Linked DNA regions of Oncorhynchus mykiss: region 2 is linked to region 1. The links are chromatin contacts, called in public Hi-C maps. All regions are on one chromosome and are shown on one strand. The core of a region is the stretch at or near the end of the contact, and the rest is flanking DNA. Distances in the headings are between cores, read along the strand shown.

Evidence for each region. Hi-C and Micro-C count contacts between places; a contact is called where the count stands out from the background.
Region 2: a Hi-C map of liver shows a contact between it and region 1, with 5 times the contacts expected there. The contact joins the promoter of zgc:153935 here to the promoter of LOC110508460 in region 1. A contact is called at or near these places in 2 of 3 Hi-C or Micro-C datasets (blood and liver).

Annotation. Positions count from the first base shown.
Region 1 is chr28:9,176,582-9,184,100 of USDA_OmykA_1.1, reverse strand. LOC110508460 (endothelin receptor type B) reads right to left here and starts at 3,725. Exons shown (of 10, transcript XM_036966693.1): 1 at 3,601-3,725. It overlaps LOC110508459, which reads left to right and starts at 3,859. Exons shown (of 12, transcript XM_021588986.2): 1 at 3,859-4,054; 2 at 4,877-5,079; 3 at 5,295-5,399; 4 at 5,630-5,725. The coding sequence starts at 4,030.
Region 2 is chr28:9,335,863-9,343,381 of USDA_OmykA_1.1, reverse strand. It overlaps zgc:153935, which reads right to left and starts at 3,153. Exons shown (of 6, transcript XM_021588996.2): 1 at 2,785-3,153; 2 at 1,133-1,267; 3 at 880-1,002; 4 at 660-809; 5 at 413-565; 6 at 1-326. The coding sequence starts at 2,988. The coding sequence ends at 177. It overlaps trnal-caa (a tRNA gene), which reads left to right and starts at 3,492; the gene lies at 3,492-3,604.

The sequences.
Region 1 (7,519 bases), core at 2,476-4,975:
GAACTTTTGGAAGTACCATGCTCAAGATCCCTAATGACGTCTCAGATGTAATTAATTGCAAACGGGCAGTTTCGTTGCAAACAAGACACATGGATTTGGCATTGGAGAAATATAAGATAAACACAGCCCTATTTCTGTCCATTCTTAGCCTGTAATTTCGGTTAATTGTGTGGTATAAAAAAAAAGGATTCTGCTAACATGTAAAATGACATAGAATTGCATGATTTTTTTTTTCAGACCAACAAATACGATGCTAGATTCATGCAATGCTTTTACTATCGAAGATCTTTCCACCCCGTACTCTTGTCCACGGTGGCCTTCTGGCCTACAGCCCCGTGCGCTATAAAAATTCCCGCCTTGCCATTTAATGCTTAAAGGACTAATAATAGTTAGCAAAAGTGCATATCCAAGTCTCTGGGCCCAGATAAACAAAACCTTAAGAGGAAATGTCTTCTGAAGTATAGACTTATGAACAAAGTAAAGCAAATGTGCTATTCCTCGAAAAGGTTATTGGAAATGTTCTTGCGTTATTTATGTTTCTCCTTAAAAAATTGTGAAAAAATTATATTCTTGATGATAAAATTATTGGATTTGTTCTTAATTCCAAGATAGCTAAACCCCTGTTTTAAAACTCAGGGAAGTGGGAGAATAAGCTAATGAAAACAATTAAACATGTTTAATTCACTCAAACTTCCTCTGAAAGTTTAAGTATTGATTATTTGAAACCCAACAAGGTGTCTCAGTATGAAATATGCTAACATAATTGCCATTGCTAGCTAGATAGAGTTGAAGTCAGAAGTTTACATACACCTTAGCTAAATAAATTTAAACTCAGTTTTTCACAATTCCTGACATTTAATCCCAGTAAAAATTCCCTTTTAGGTCAGTTAGGATCACCACTTTATTTTAAGAATGTGAAATGTCAGAATAATAGTAGAGAATTATTTATTTCAGATTTTATTTCATTCATCACATTACCAGTGGGTCAGAAGTTTACATACACTCAATTAGTATTTGGTAGCATTGCCTTTAAATTGTTTAACTTGGGTCAAACGTTTCAGGTAGCCTTCCACAAGCTTCCCACAATAAGTTGGCTGAATTTTGGCCCATTCCTCCTGACAGAGCTGGTGTAACTGAGTCAGGTTTGTAGGCCTCCTTGCTCACACATGTTTTTTTCAGTTCTGCCCACAAATTTTCTATGGGATTGAGGTCAGGGCTTTGTGATGGCCACTCCAATACCTTGACTTTGTTGTCCTTAAGCCATTTTGCCACAACTTTTGAAGTATTCTTGGTGTCATTGTCCATTTGGAAGACCCATTAACTACCAAGCTTTAACTTCCTGACTGATGTCTTGAGATGTTGCTTCAATATCTCCACATAATTGTCCCTCCTCATGATGCCATCTATTTTGGGAAGTGCACCGGTCCCTCCTGCAGCAAAGCACCCCCACAACATGATGCTGCCACCACCGTGCTTCACAGTTGGGATGGTGTTCTTCGGCTTGCAAGCCTCCCCCTTTTTCCTCCAAACATAACGATGGTCATCATGGCCAAACAGTTCTATTTTTGTTTCATCAGACCAGAGGACATTTCTCAAAAAAGTACGATCTTTATCCCCATGTGCAGTTGCAAACCGTAGTCTGGCTTTTTTATGGCTGTTTTGGAGCAGTGGCTTCTTCCTTGCTGTAATAGTGATGTCTTCACTATTATTCTACAATGTAGAAAATAGTAAAAATAAAGAAAAACATTTGAATGAGTAGATGTTCTAAAACCTTTGACCGGTAGTATAGGTTGTAATAGACCGATGGCTTTTTTTCGGGTTTGGCTTCCCCGATGTCATGCAAAGAGGCACTGAGTTTGAAGGTAGGCATTGAAATACATCCACAGGTACACCTCCTCACAGGTACACGGGTACACATCAATTAGCCTATCAGAAGCTTCTACAGCCATGACATCACTTTCTGGAATTTTCCAAGCTGTTTAAAGGCACAGTCAACTTAGTGTATGTAAACTTCTGACCCACTGGAATTGTAATACAGTGAATTATAAGTGAAATAATCTGTCTGTAAACCATTGTTGGAAAATTTACTTGTGTCATTCACAAAGTAGATGTCCTAACCGACTTGCCAAAACTATAGGCTCTCTAGAGACAGCAGGAGCGGTAGAGATACTCTGAATGATCGGCTATGAAAAGCCAACTGACATTTTCTCCTGTGATTATTTTTATTATTATTTGACCCTGCTGGTCATCTATGAACATCTTGGCCATGTTCTGTTATAATCTCCACCCGGCACAGCCAGAAGAGGACTGGCCACCCCTCATAGCCTGGGTCCTTTCTAGGTTTCTTCCAAAGTTCTGGCCTTTTCTAGGGAGTTTTTCCTAGCCACCGTGCTTCTACACCTACATTGCTTGCTGTTTGGGGTTTTAGGCTGGGTTTCTGTACATCAGCTGATGTAAGAAGGGCTTTATAAATACATTTGATTGATTGAAGGTCATCCCTACTGCCTCTGATCTGGCAGATTTACTAAACACAAATCAAATGTTATTGGTCACATACACATGGTTAGCATATGTTAATGCGAGTGTAGCAAAATGCTTGTGTTTCAGGACCCTGTCTTTCAAAGATAATTCGTAAAATCCTAATAACTTAACAGATCTTCACTGTAAAGGGTTTAAACACTATTTCCCATGCTTGTTCAATGAACCATAAACAATTAATGAACATGCACCTGTGGAACGGTCGTTAAGACACTAGCGGCTTACAGACGGTAGGCAATTAAGGTGACAGTTTTGAAAACTTAGGACACTAAAAGAGGCCTTTCTATTGACTCTGAAAACACCACAAGAAAGATGCCCCGGGTCCCTGCTCATCTGTGTGAACTTGCCTTAGGCATGCTGCAAGGAGGCATGAGGACTACAGATGTGGCCAGGGCAATAAATTGCAATGTCTGTACTGTGAGACGCCTAAGACAGTGCTACAGGGAGACAGGATGGACAACTGCTCGTCCTCGTAGTGGCAGACCAACACATGCACAGGATCGGTACATCAGAACAGCACACCTGCGGGACAGGTACAATTGGCTGAGAGAGGCTGGAGGGAGGGTTTGTAGACCTGTTGTAAGGCAACAACGTCGCCTATGGGCACAAACCCACCACCGCTGGACCAGACAGGCTGGCAAAGAGTGCTCTTCACTGACAAGTCGCGGTTTTGTCTCACCAGGGGTGATGGTCAGATTCGCGTTTATCGTCGAAGAAATGAGCGTTACACCGAGGCCTGTACTCTGGAGTGGGATCGATTTGGAGGTGCAGGGTCATGGTCTGGGGCGGTATGTCACAACATCATCGGACTGAGCTTGTCGTCAATGCAGGCAATCTCAACGCTGTGCGTTACAGGGAAGACAAGACTGGACTACAAGACTGAACTACAACTTCCGTTTAAGAACAAAACGGAACTCAACAGCATTTTGTGTAAACGGTTTCTGTTGCAAAACGTTTTGCAAGAGACGAACGTTTTTGCAACAGAATATGCATCATGAGACCACCCCAGCTATATGGTAAACTGATTGCCTGGAATGAAATATTCTCAATTTTACAACTTACATGCAAGATTGTTTTACGGATTTTCCTCGTTATCCACAATTTGTTATTTTTACACCCGTAAAAAAACAAATCTTCACTCACGTTTTCCCTCGTCTTTTTAAATCACATTTTCCGCACTTAAAAATCACGTGTTTGGAAGGCCCCCATGTGTCTTTCTACAATTTTGCCTGCAGTTTGAACCATTTGTTTAAACGATTATCTACATACACACCGTTGCAGAATTTAACGTATCATTATATAGGACATATTACAAATAACAATTGTGTAGCTTAAACATTTGTAACGTTGAAGATGATAACATGGTACAGAAAAACAGGCGTTATTAATGTCGTACTATGCACCGTGTGATGCTGTAAACAAGATTTTCACGGACAGATCTGTGAAGAGATCCACTGTTTTTGGGGTAGCTAATGTTTACGAAAGCACAAAATGCAAACGCTCCGGGAGGAACAGGGTAAATTATTAATATATTGCAATTAACTGTATGGGTGACATGTTCCAGTCTGCATTGCTGCTTCAATTTCAAGCTAGCTACCTTACTAGCTAGCTAGCCAACCACCATCTTTTCCAGTATTCTCGCGGAAATGTGCTATAACAAAGATGGTTTATTTAGTTGCATATATGGAGCTTAATTAAATATTTAATCTGAGAATTGGTCAAATATTTGGTTAGGGTCAAGGTTAAGGGTTTGTTAAGGTAAAGGGTCAGTTATAGATTTTGGCAAGTCGTTTTGCACGTCAGAACTGTAGCCCTTCCCCACTTCTTCAGCCTGAAGCTGAAGCTGGGCCCTGGCTTGAGCCTTGGAACGTGTTTAATTAAACCATAACCGATTTAGTAAAATACCCATAACCAGATATAAAAGCATGCATTAGTATAATAACTCAAGAATATGCGTCATTAGAAATGTTGTGCAACTCAGACAGGAATGTTTTTTAGTGTAATGTGTGTAGCCTAGTGTAATGTGTGTAGTTATATACTGTAATTTCCTCCATAGAATTAGGAATTCTAATAATTTAATATGTTCTCTATGGCTTCCTCGTTGATCAAGGCTCAATTTTATTCCAAGAAGGTGTTCCCTCCCACTGTTACTCATTATATATCTGACATGGAGGGAGGGTACTGTTGTTTACACCTGCCTGTATCTAGAAGAGCTGGAAAGGGGCGTGAACAAGTGCAGAAAGGGTTGGGGCATTATATACAGTACTGCCCAAGTTATAGTAGCTAGCTTGCTTTTTCATTCAAGTTATGTTTGAATGCACATCATCTTCTCTTCTAGGTCCCCCTCTTCCTCTGTCGTCTCTGCGTCTTTTTGTTCCGCCACTGCGGCTGGTGTGTGCAGCTCTGTGGCAGGTGATCGAGCGGAGAGACATCATGGACTATGGGCTGCTGGAGGAGTTTGCCACCACCGTGTTGGAAATAGTCCCGGAGCTAATGAGTTACAGAGAGAGGGTCCAACTCCTCCTGGGACTAAGAGCACGGGTGAGTGGGGGTGACAAGAGGGAAAGATGTAGAATTTGCTGCTAGGCACAGATCTAGGATCAGTGTACCGTCAAATCTGAAGCTTTATTGAAGGAAACGCAAGATTTACTTTAGATAAGTATCTAGGGGAAACCTCAACCTACTTCAACATTAAACTCAACGATCTCACACACACACCTGTTGCCATGAATACTCAATTCTCATTTTATTGACAGCTGGTCCTAGAGTTATGTCGCTGTGATGATGAGTTGTGTCGCCCTGACACCGTTCAGCCACACCTGAACAGGATGAGGAGCTGTGTCTCCAATCATAAGGGAGAGGTGAGGACTACTCAGAGAAGGAATCGTGATTCTAATGGCTCAGTTGGTTGGAGTGTGGTCCTTGTAACATGGATCACTTATAATGTGGGTTTTATTCCCACATTCGCCTCAAAATACTAAGTATACAGTATGTAAGGCTGTAAGTATATTTGCTAAATGGCATTATGGATAAACATTGTAAAGGATTAACCTATGTTGCTATATTTATCCACTGTGCATTCTTTCTGCAGGTTTCAGATCCAAATGTGGAAGCATCAGAGGCAAGCTTCACGAAGCTGATTGAAACCCTAATGGAGGAGCCAACGGAGAGGGAACTCTTCTTCCAGGTCAGTGGCTGTGTCCGTGTAAAAGTTAATCTGAGCATGCACAAATAAAGTTAATTTCCAAATGAAACCATGTCATAATTATCCTTGAAGTCAATATGTTGGAGTTCAGGCTTTATTTTATATGTTTCTCAGTAGGAAATTCCATGAATTCTGACCATTACACAGTAGTCTCAAAAAAGGCTTTTCAGACAATCATATTTCATGGCTTTTAGACAGGGCTCACTGAGTTTGTTTTTCCACTCACAGCTGTCTCCTAGTATTAGTTACAAAAGATGAGATGTTAATGAAACAATCCAAACCAAGTTGATTTTGTTTGCATGTTCTACAGTCTTGTAAAGATAGGGGGTGAATGGGCCAGGAAATGTTACATTCATGATGTTTTTTTAGGTTGCACCTTTCGAACGTCTCAGTATAGCTGACGTTCATCAAGGTTTTATATGGTCTATAATTGACAGTGTTGTAGTACTTGAGTCCCGATTTTCAGGACTTGTGACTCGACCATTAGTGACTTGGACTCGCCATCTCGTGACTTATATTTGCACTTGAACTGAATAGGCTACTATGATAAGCAGAATATTAGCAGCACTGGGTGTGCAGAGCAGCGAGGCTTCTGTTCTCTAGCAGTGGGAAGGGTGCGGAACACATCAGCTGGTGAGTTGCACTGAAGCAAGCAATGACTGTGGGGCAGACAGGCAGGCTCCGCTCCGCTCCGATCATATGCTTCACATCAGACAAGCGACTCTTGCTTCCCCATAATCACCAGTCAACTATTTGATTTTTGCCTGTGTGGCTACCCAGTATGCATGGGATCTATTGTTGCCCCATAGTGACGAAGGACTTGTTTTGATAGCTACGTTGCTCTACGTGGCTACATTAGCATCAACTAAGGGTAGCTACCGTGAGAGTTTTGATTTCTGTTAAAGGGTAGGTAGCATAAACGTAACAACATGTAACATATGGATTTGCATTAGTATGCGCATCAAAAGTCCCAATGCAATTTGATACAAATCAGCTTAAGGTTGCTAGCCAAGTAGCCTGCTAACATTTGCCCTACCAACCTGCTAACGTTAGCACTGCGTGAGTCAGCCAGTTGCAATCAACACCTAGCTTACACCTTCATTAAAGTAAACCAAAGTTTGCGAAATGCAGCGGTCTAAGGCACTGCACCTCAGTGCTAGAGGCGTCACTACAGACCCTTGTTCGATTCCGGGCTGTATCACAACCGACCGCGATCGGGGGTCCCATAGGGCGGCACACAATTGGCCCAGCGTCTTCCGGGTTGGGGGAGGGCAGGCGTCATTGTAAAATAAGGATTTGTTCTTAACTGACTTACCTAGTTAAATAAATCAAATCTAACCAATTATCAAATAATGTTATCTTAGCCAGCAAGCCAGCCAGCTGAAGTTTATTTTAGCCTGCTAGCTAGCCTAACCAGGTAACTAGCCTAGCTAGCCAACCACCACGGTCGACATAACTAAGTAATAAGCCAGAGAACAACTAGTCTAGCACAGGCAGGGACCCACAGAACACAACAACAAAAAAGCCAGCAGATAAAAAGTAGAGAGAGCAGACTTATCAATTGACGACTGAGTTAGTTACCAAAGTCAAATAAGAGCCAAGGAGAGGCCTTCAGAGGGAGAATCCGTTTCACCAGTCGAGGGAGAGTTAGCTAATCCAATAGCGATATAGTGATGTAAATCCACATTGAATCTATCTGGTTTATCTCCATCACTGCTGACACTAGCGATGTAGAGAGGTTGCAGGCTTCACATTCACGGGATCATGGGATACCCA
Region 2 (7,519 bases), core at 1,904-4,403, 160 kb before region 1:
CCCATAGGAAGTCCCACCCTGTTGATTACTTAAAAATGGTAAAAGTCCTCAATGGTGCTGCCCATGCTAAAACTGGCATTTGGGCACTAGTCATCCATCTCTTCTGGTTTAGTCCTCACCTCTGCTCTCCTCCTGCTCTCTTCCCCTGCCCTCTGATGAGTTAGTAGGTTAACTGGTTACTCAGGTGTCTCATTCCCTCCCCCTTCTCCCCTTCTCCTCATCTGTGTCTCCATTGATGTGATGGTCTGGAGTTCAGAGGAGAACTGGTCACTCAAGTCTCTGTTGGCCAGGAGGAAATCCCTCAGTCTCAGCAACTCCTCAGTGTCCTACAGAATACAGCAGGCAGTCAGACATTAGTCAGACAGAGTCAATCAGTCAGACAACTAATGGTTAGAATTGTAGTTAGAAGTACCTGTGTGTCTGTGTCAGTAAGCAGCTCCTGCAGCCTCTCTCTCAGCAAGTCTGCTTCCCATTGGCTGATAGACTCAGGCTCCACCCCCTCCGACAAGGAACCGTCCACTCGGTCCACACCAGGAACTAACACCGACAAATCAACAGCCAGCATCTGGACCCAAAAACACACACAGCATTTACACTCCATAGATCAGAGGTGATACAACACACAGATCTGAGAGCTGATATCACACACACACACACACCTCTAGTATCTGTTGTCCGGCTGCTTTCACTTCTGGTAGGTGTGTGAATTGCTGTAGGAGCTGCTGTATGCTGACCTGGTAGCGCCTCATCCACTGGTCACACACTCGCATCTCACAGGAGTGCATCAACTCGTTCCTACACCTGATAACCTAAGACAAGACGCATACACATTCATAACACACAAACACAGGAAACGTGTGTTTATACTGTGTGCGTTACCTCTCTGACACAGTGCTGGTCCACGTAGTTGAAGTGGGAGCAGAAGTTGAGGAGGTTGAGCAGTGCGGACGCATCACACAGCTCCGCCCCCTTAACCCCAGCTTGACCCCGCGGCATGTAGGCCTGAGGGAGACAAAGGAAGAAAGAAGGAGAGAAGAGGTCAATTATCTAATATAACATGAGTGTAAGCGGAGTACAATTTCAATAACAGAACCAATAATTCAGTAATATTTAGTTTGCACACACACACTACCTTGGCCAGTTCCCAGTGGTCCTGGTTCCAGAGTGGGGGTCTGCAATTCCCCCAATTCACCACCCCCCTGGGGTTTGTGTGGTGCCTCAGGATCATGTTCCTCCACTCTGTACACACCACACACACAGAGTACAGCTGTGGAACACATACGAGAAAGAATCATTCAATCAAACGTCATCATGACAGGTCTCTACTGGTGTAGTCTCTCGTGACCACGAATCCAAATCTCGTTTTTGTTCACTCGACCAGCGACGACGAGGCGAAGCGAGAGGGTTTTACGCCCGTCTAAATCTGTCCACGATAAGCAGACTGATAAGACCGGCTGCCTTCCCACCCTTTGGGTCGACGACTTCCATTGTTAGAACAGTCACTTGACTATCTTGTCAATATAGTATCAAATCTGACTCAACACAAGAGCCGGACAATAAGGGTGGGATTGTGTCTTCTTGGAAGTGCTAGAGATGGTCGAAGCAGATTCCAGGAGTGGTGGAGCACGTCGCCTAAACGTGTAGAAGATGGAAAGAAGGAGGAAAGTCAAAATTGGTGTTACTGATGTTTGAAGAACAGTATGCCTATTCATGGGAAGCTGGGATCCAGAAGATACACAGTGAGTTTGTGAATAAACCCTTGCAGTGTCAAAATTGCAAAAGGTATGGTCATGTATCAAGTGTGTGTCAGCAGAAGCAACATATTGGTGATGATCTACGGTGTTGCAATTGTGGTGGGAATCACCTTGCCGAATTCCTGGCGTGCCCCGTTAGGATGAAGGAGTTTGAAGGAGCACGGATCCGGGCTGTACAGCAGGTCACCTACATGGAGGCGCAGGAAATTGTTGAAGGGGTGAATGGTGCTGAGGAAGCTATGGCAGTGGATGCCCGGCAGCCAGTTAAGATTCAGAATGTTGTTCACGAGTTGAAGGATACAGACACATTGATAGTGAAGGGCGATTGTGGCGTTTATTGCACAAGTGATTAATTGTACTTCCCAAACGAAGAAAGTCCAAGAAGCTGGGCATAATTGAATCTGCAAGGTTTGGGGTATTCAGGAATTAACAACTGAAACATTGCATGGAATACTGACTGAAGATGATTCTTCCCCCCCCCCCCAGGCCCCTGAGCCTGTGTAGTGGTGTGAATTGGATTGGACTCTGACTGGAGTGAGATCGTTATTTTTTTTGTTTTTTGAATTATATATTTTTTATTACTCCTTTTCTTCAGTTCATTACCAGTACGGTTGGTGCCAGCATGCATGCACATTAAATTAGTGCGAACACCATTATAGCAGAAAAGAGTACGCGAGAGCCAGGGGCGTATTCCGATTCTTTAACAAAACGTTCTTACGGATGCAAACGGAACGAAACGGAAGGGACCTACCTACCTGAATGTGCTTCATCTTGGCCAGGTCGCAATTGTAAATGAGAACTTGTTCTCAGCTTGCCTACCTGGTTAAATAAAGGTGAAATAAATTAGTGTTTTCCGTTTTGCAACTGTTCGAACTAATAAATACACTCCTAACGTCCAGGCTACTACTGGAGTAAATTGACACATGATCTAGCTAGCCCATAATAATTTCCTTCTTAAAATGATTCAGGTTATTTGGGGAGGAGTTCAACTCAACTGACATTATGCCAGCAGACAACTTTTGACTCTCACCTGATTCCCTTTGGGTTTGCACCCGCTCCGACATGGCCGCCGCAGACCCGGGTTCCTAGTGACTAGATTTCCGTGGAAGGATCTCATCTCAGTATCGGTGAAAGGGTGCAATCCCTCCCGCAGTTTGAGGAGACAGTACCCCGCTTTGAGCCAGTTCTTATACCCGCCATCGTTCAGACGAGCGCTCAACTCTTCGTGTACCATGTACAAATTAAAACAAACACCAACATAAAGCAGAGCTAGATCTTAAAACAAACTGAAGAGTACGCCGACTATATCTCTGGAACGCTACATAAGAAAAGGTCAACAAAGAAACAAAAGTGCGTATCATCCGTGATGTCAAGTTTCCGCTTTTGTCTCGACTCGAACCACGCCCATTCTCTGTCAGTGCAGTATGGGGATTGTAGTAAACTAGCTAGACTTTTCCAACTGCCGTCGGTCTGTCCTGAAACAGCGAAACTGTCTGTATAGCCTGAATATGATTTATTAAAGTGATAACGACAATACAGGTAAAATAATCTAAATGATTCATTATAAAATCTAAAGATGTATCTATAACTATAGGCTTAGGCCATACATTATCAGTACTCTAACTGCCTTGCCTACATAAATCCAACCTGTAGTTTACCTACATAGCAGTACTCACCTATACAAGACTTTAAGTCATAGAATACTAAAAGCTATAAGAAACGTAGGATAGTACAGTTGTCAGGATGGCCGAGCGGTCTAAGGCGCCAGACTCAAGGTGAAAATCCTTCCTGGGTAAAAGGGGTATTCTGGTCTCCGAATGGAGGCGCGGGTTCGAATCCCGCTTCTGACAATGTTTTTCCTTAACAAAATCAGATTGAAAGAGTCTACTCAGTGGATTCCCTCAAGTGGTGGAAAGAAAACACATTATCATTTTACGTTTTACCATTGCCTAGTTATAAATGCGCTCACCTGGGCTATTTTCGAGTGATCCAGACAGAGCAGCGAAATTTCAGGTAGGAGGAAAAGAGTGTTTTCGTGTTTTCGTCCATGAGGTGGCGCCATCATCATACCAAACGCCAGAGGCAGCTCTGCATGGACGAGTTTTACTGCTGGCTGAAAGGAGAAGTTTTACTGGTCACCCTCCTAGAGATTTATTTACAGGGTATCCACATAACCAAGGTGTGGTTGTGTGTGTGTGTGTGTTAGAAATATATACCAAGATGTGCATTATAAGAAACGTGTGGCCTAACCCTGCAACAGTAAAGCGTGCATATTCTGTTTCTGTAGTTAGAGGACAGAAAACAACCCACACACCTAATTTAAGGACCAGTGGTATTCTCTGATACAGTGAATCACTTACTTAGAATTATAGGACCCAACTTCAAACAGATTTATACAACAAAGAGCAATTATGAAAATGAAAATACATTTTGTGTTGTATCAAATAATGTCATCTTTACATGAACATTTAATTAGTCTTTTAGGATGCTCACCGAAAAACAAATATCCCTCTATCTTTGTAATTGGATCTCTACGGATTCGATTAAAGCTAAAGTAGATTAGACACCCTGGAGTGTGTGTATGTGTGTGTGCACGCGCTTGCGTCCGTACTTCCCTGCGAGTGTAAGTGCATAAATGTGGCCTGCTTAGTGAATTGAGAGGGACACAACAATGGTGTGCGTGTGATCCCAGCAGGGGGTTGTTTTAAGCAGAGGGAGATCAAAGAGACATTAGTATTCTGAAATAAATCATACGCCCAGGTCTCACTGTGAGAGTCCCCAACCCCCATATACACACACACAGGCGATCACGCACACAAACAGGCAACTCCGCGCACACATACACACACACACACACACACACACACAAGCACACACAAGGATACACACACACAAGCCTGCATGCTTTTACATACACACGCACACACATCCACATATTCTCTCGCTCCACTCGGCTCAACCCACTGTCTCTCTCTTCAAACGTCTGCCCTCCCTTACCCCGATGGGGCTTCATAACAATCTGCTCACTGGCTCTGTTTCCTTTGTTACCCTCTCAATGTTTCTCACTTTTGCACAAAATACAGTTTCCACCCACTTTCTGCAAATATGCAGTGCAGAAAAACGCTTTGTCAGAGAAAATGGTTGTTCATTTCTCAGAGAGAAAGTCAGAAACGCCAACCACATGGTTTGACATATTTATCCTCAGGGAAGCCGCACCGTCTTTCGCTCTCGTTCTCTCGCTGTCTCTGTTTTTCAGTCTGCTACCTCTGGATGGGATGGTTTAATTTATATGTCATTGTCCTTACCTCGTGGTTTTACTGAAACGTTAGTGTTTCACTTTCTAAGGACGTACTGAGTTTCATGTTGTTAGTTTTATTAAATAGTCATTCTAGGGATGGGTATATTATTCATCGAAGACTGTCACCTGGAGATCGAAAAGAAGGAGAGAAAAAGGGAAAGGGAGATGGAGAGAGACAGAGAGGGAAGAAAGACACTGGAATCAATTTCAAATTAAATCCCATTTGTCACATACAACAAATCAAATCCCATTTGCCCGAATACAACAGGTGCAGACCTTACCGTGAAATGCTTACTTAACCAACAATGCAGTTCAAGAAATAGAGTCAAGAAAATACATGACAATAACGAGGCTATATACAGGGGGTACCGGTACTGAGCCAATGTGAGGGGGTACAGGTTAGTTGAGGTAAAGTTTTGTAAAGTGACTATGCATGGATAATAAACAGTAAGTAGCAGCAGTGTCAAAACAAAGGGGAGAGGGGGCTCAATGTAAATAGTCCGGGTGGATTAATTGTTCAGCTGTCATATGGCTTGGGGGTAGAAAATGTTAAGGATCCTTTTGGTCCCAGACTTGGCGCTCCAGTACCGCTTACCGTGCGGTAGCAGAGAGAACAGTCTACGACTTGGGTGACTGTAGTCTTCCTCTGACACCGCCTAGTATATAAGTCTTGGATGTCATGAAGCTTGGCCCCAGTGATGTACTGGGCCATATGCGCTACCCTCTGTAGCACCTTACGGCCAGATACCGAGCGAGCAAACTGGTCAGGATGCTCTCGATGGTGCAGCTGTAGAACTTTTTGAGAATCTAGGAACCCATGCCAAATCTTTTCAGTCTCCTGAGGGGGAAAAGGTGTTGTCGTACCCTTTTCACAACTGTCTGGGTGTGTTTGGACCATGATATTTCGTTGGTAATGTGGACACCAAGGAACTTGAAACCCTCTACCCGCTCCACTTCAGTCCAGTCAATGTTAATGGGGGCCTGTTCGGCCCTTGTCTTCCTATAGTCCAGGATCAGGTCCTTTGTCTTGCTCACATTGAGGGAGAGAGTGTTGTCCTGGCACTACACTGCCTTGTCTCTGACCTCCTCCGTATAGGCTGTCTCATTGTTGTCGGTGATCAGGCCTACCACTGTTGTGTCGTCAGCAAACTTAATGATGGTGTTGGAGTCGTGCTTGGAAATGCAGTCGTGGGTGAACAGGGAGTACAGAAGTGGACTAAGCATGCATCCCTGAGGGGCCCCAGTGTTGACGATCAGCGTGGCAGATGTGTTGTTGCCTAACCTTACAACCTGGGGGCGGCCCATATGGAAGTCCAGGTTCAAGTTGCAGAGGGAGGTGTTTAGTCCCAGGGTCCTTATCTTAGTGATGAGCTTTGTGGACACTATGGTGTTGAATGCTGAGCTGTAGTCAATGAACAGCATTCTCACAACTGTATTCCTTTTGTCCAGGTGGGAAAAGGCAGTGTGGAGTGCGATTGAGATTGCATCATCTGTGGATCTGTTGGGGCTGTATGCGAATTGGAGTGGGTCTAGGGTTTTCAGCATGATGGTGTTGATGTGAGCCATAACCAGCCTTTCTAAGCACTTCAAGACTACTGACGTGAGTGCTAAGTGGCGGTAATCATTTAGGCAGGTTACCTTCGCTTTCTTGGGCACAGAGACTATGGTGGTCTGCTTGAAACATGTAGGTATTACAGACTCGGTCAGGGAGAGGTTGAAAACGTCAGTGAAGACACTTGCCAGTTGAGCCATGCATGCTTTGAGTATGTGTCCTGGTAATCCGTTTGGCCCCACATCTTTGTGAATGTTGACCTGTTTAAAGGTCTTGCTCACATCGGCCACAGAGGGTGTGATCACACAGTCTTCCTGAACAGCTGGTGCTCTCATGTTGCTTGCCTCAAAGCGAGCATAAAAGGCATTTAGCTCGTAGAGTCTTTGTAGTCCGTAACATTTTCAAGCCCTGCCACGTCCGACGAGCGTCAGAGCCGGTGTAGTGGGATTAAATTCTTCGTTTTTTCATATGTAGAATTAGAATGAGTAAAATGTTGTTTTATGACTTGAGCATGTGTGTGGGACTGAGGAGACTTAGGGTCAGAATAGTTCTTAAGTGACGCTGGTGACACAGAGAGCAAACAGCATATGCCCCAGTGTCTACAGGAACAATAGCAAGCAGTTGTCAATACAGTTATCATCACTCCCACAAAGGATATCGTGACACATACATAGGCACACGTCTGAAGGCATCCAGTGTTTTAGAAAAACAATCAGATCCACAAAAGTTGAACACTCTGCTCCTGGCAGTAACTCAAACATGTGATTATGAGGTTGTGTGCATGTGTGCGATTGTGTAATTGTCTGTGAGTGTCTGTGTTCCCACACGTGTATCTGCATATGTGTGTGTGTACTTTGATAGCCACCCACATGAATATGCAGATGTATTTCAGGGAGCGTATGTGCTCGGCATTAA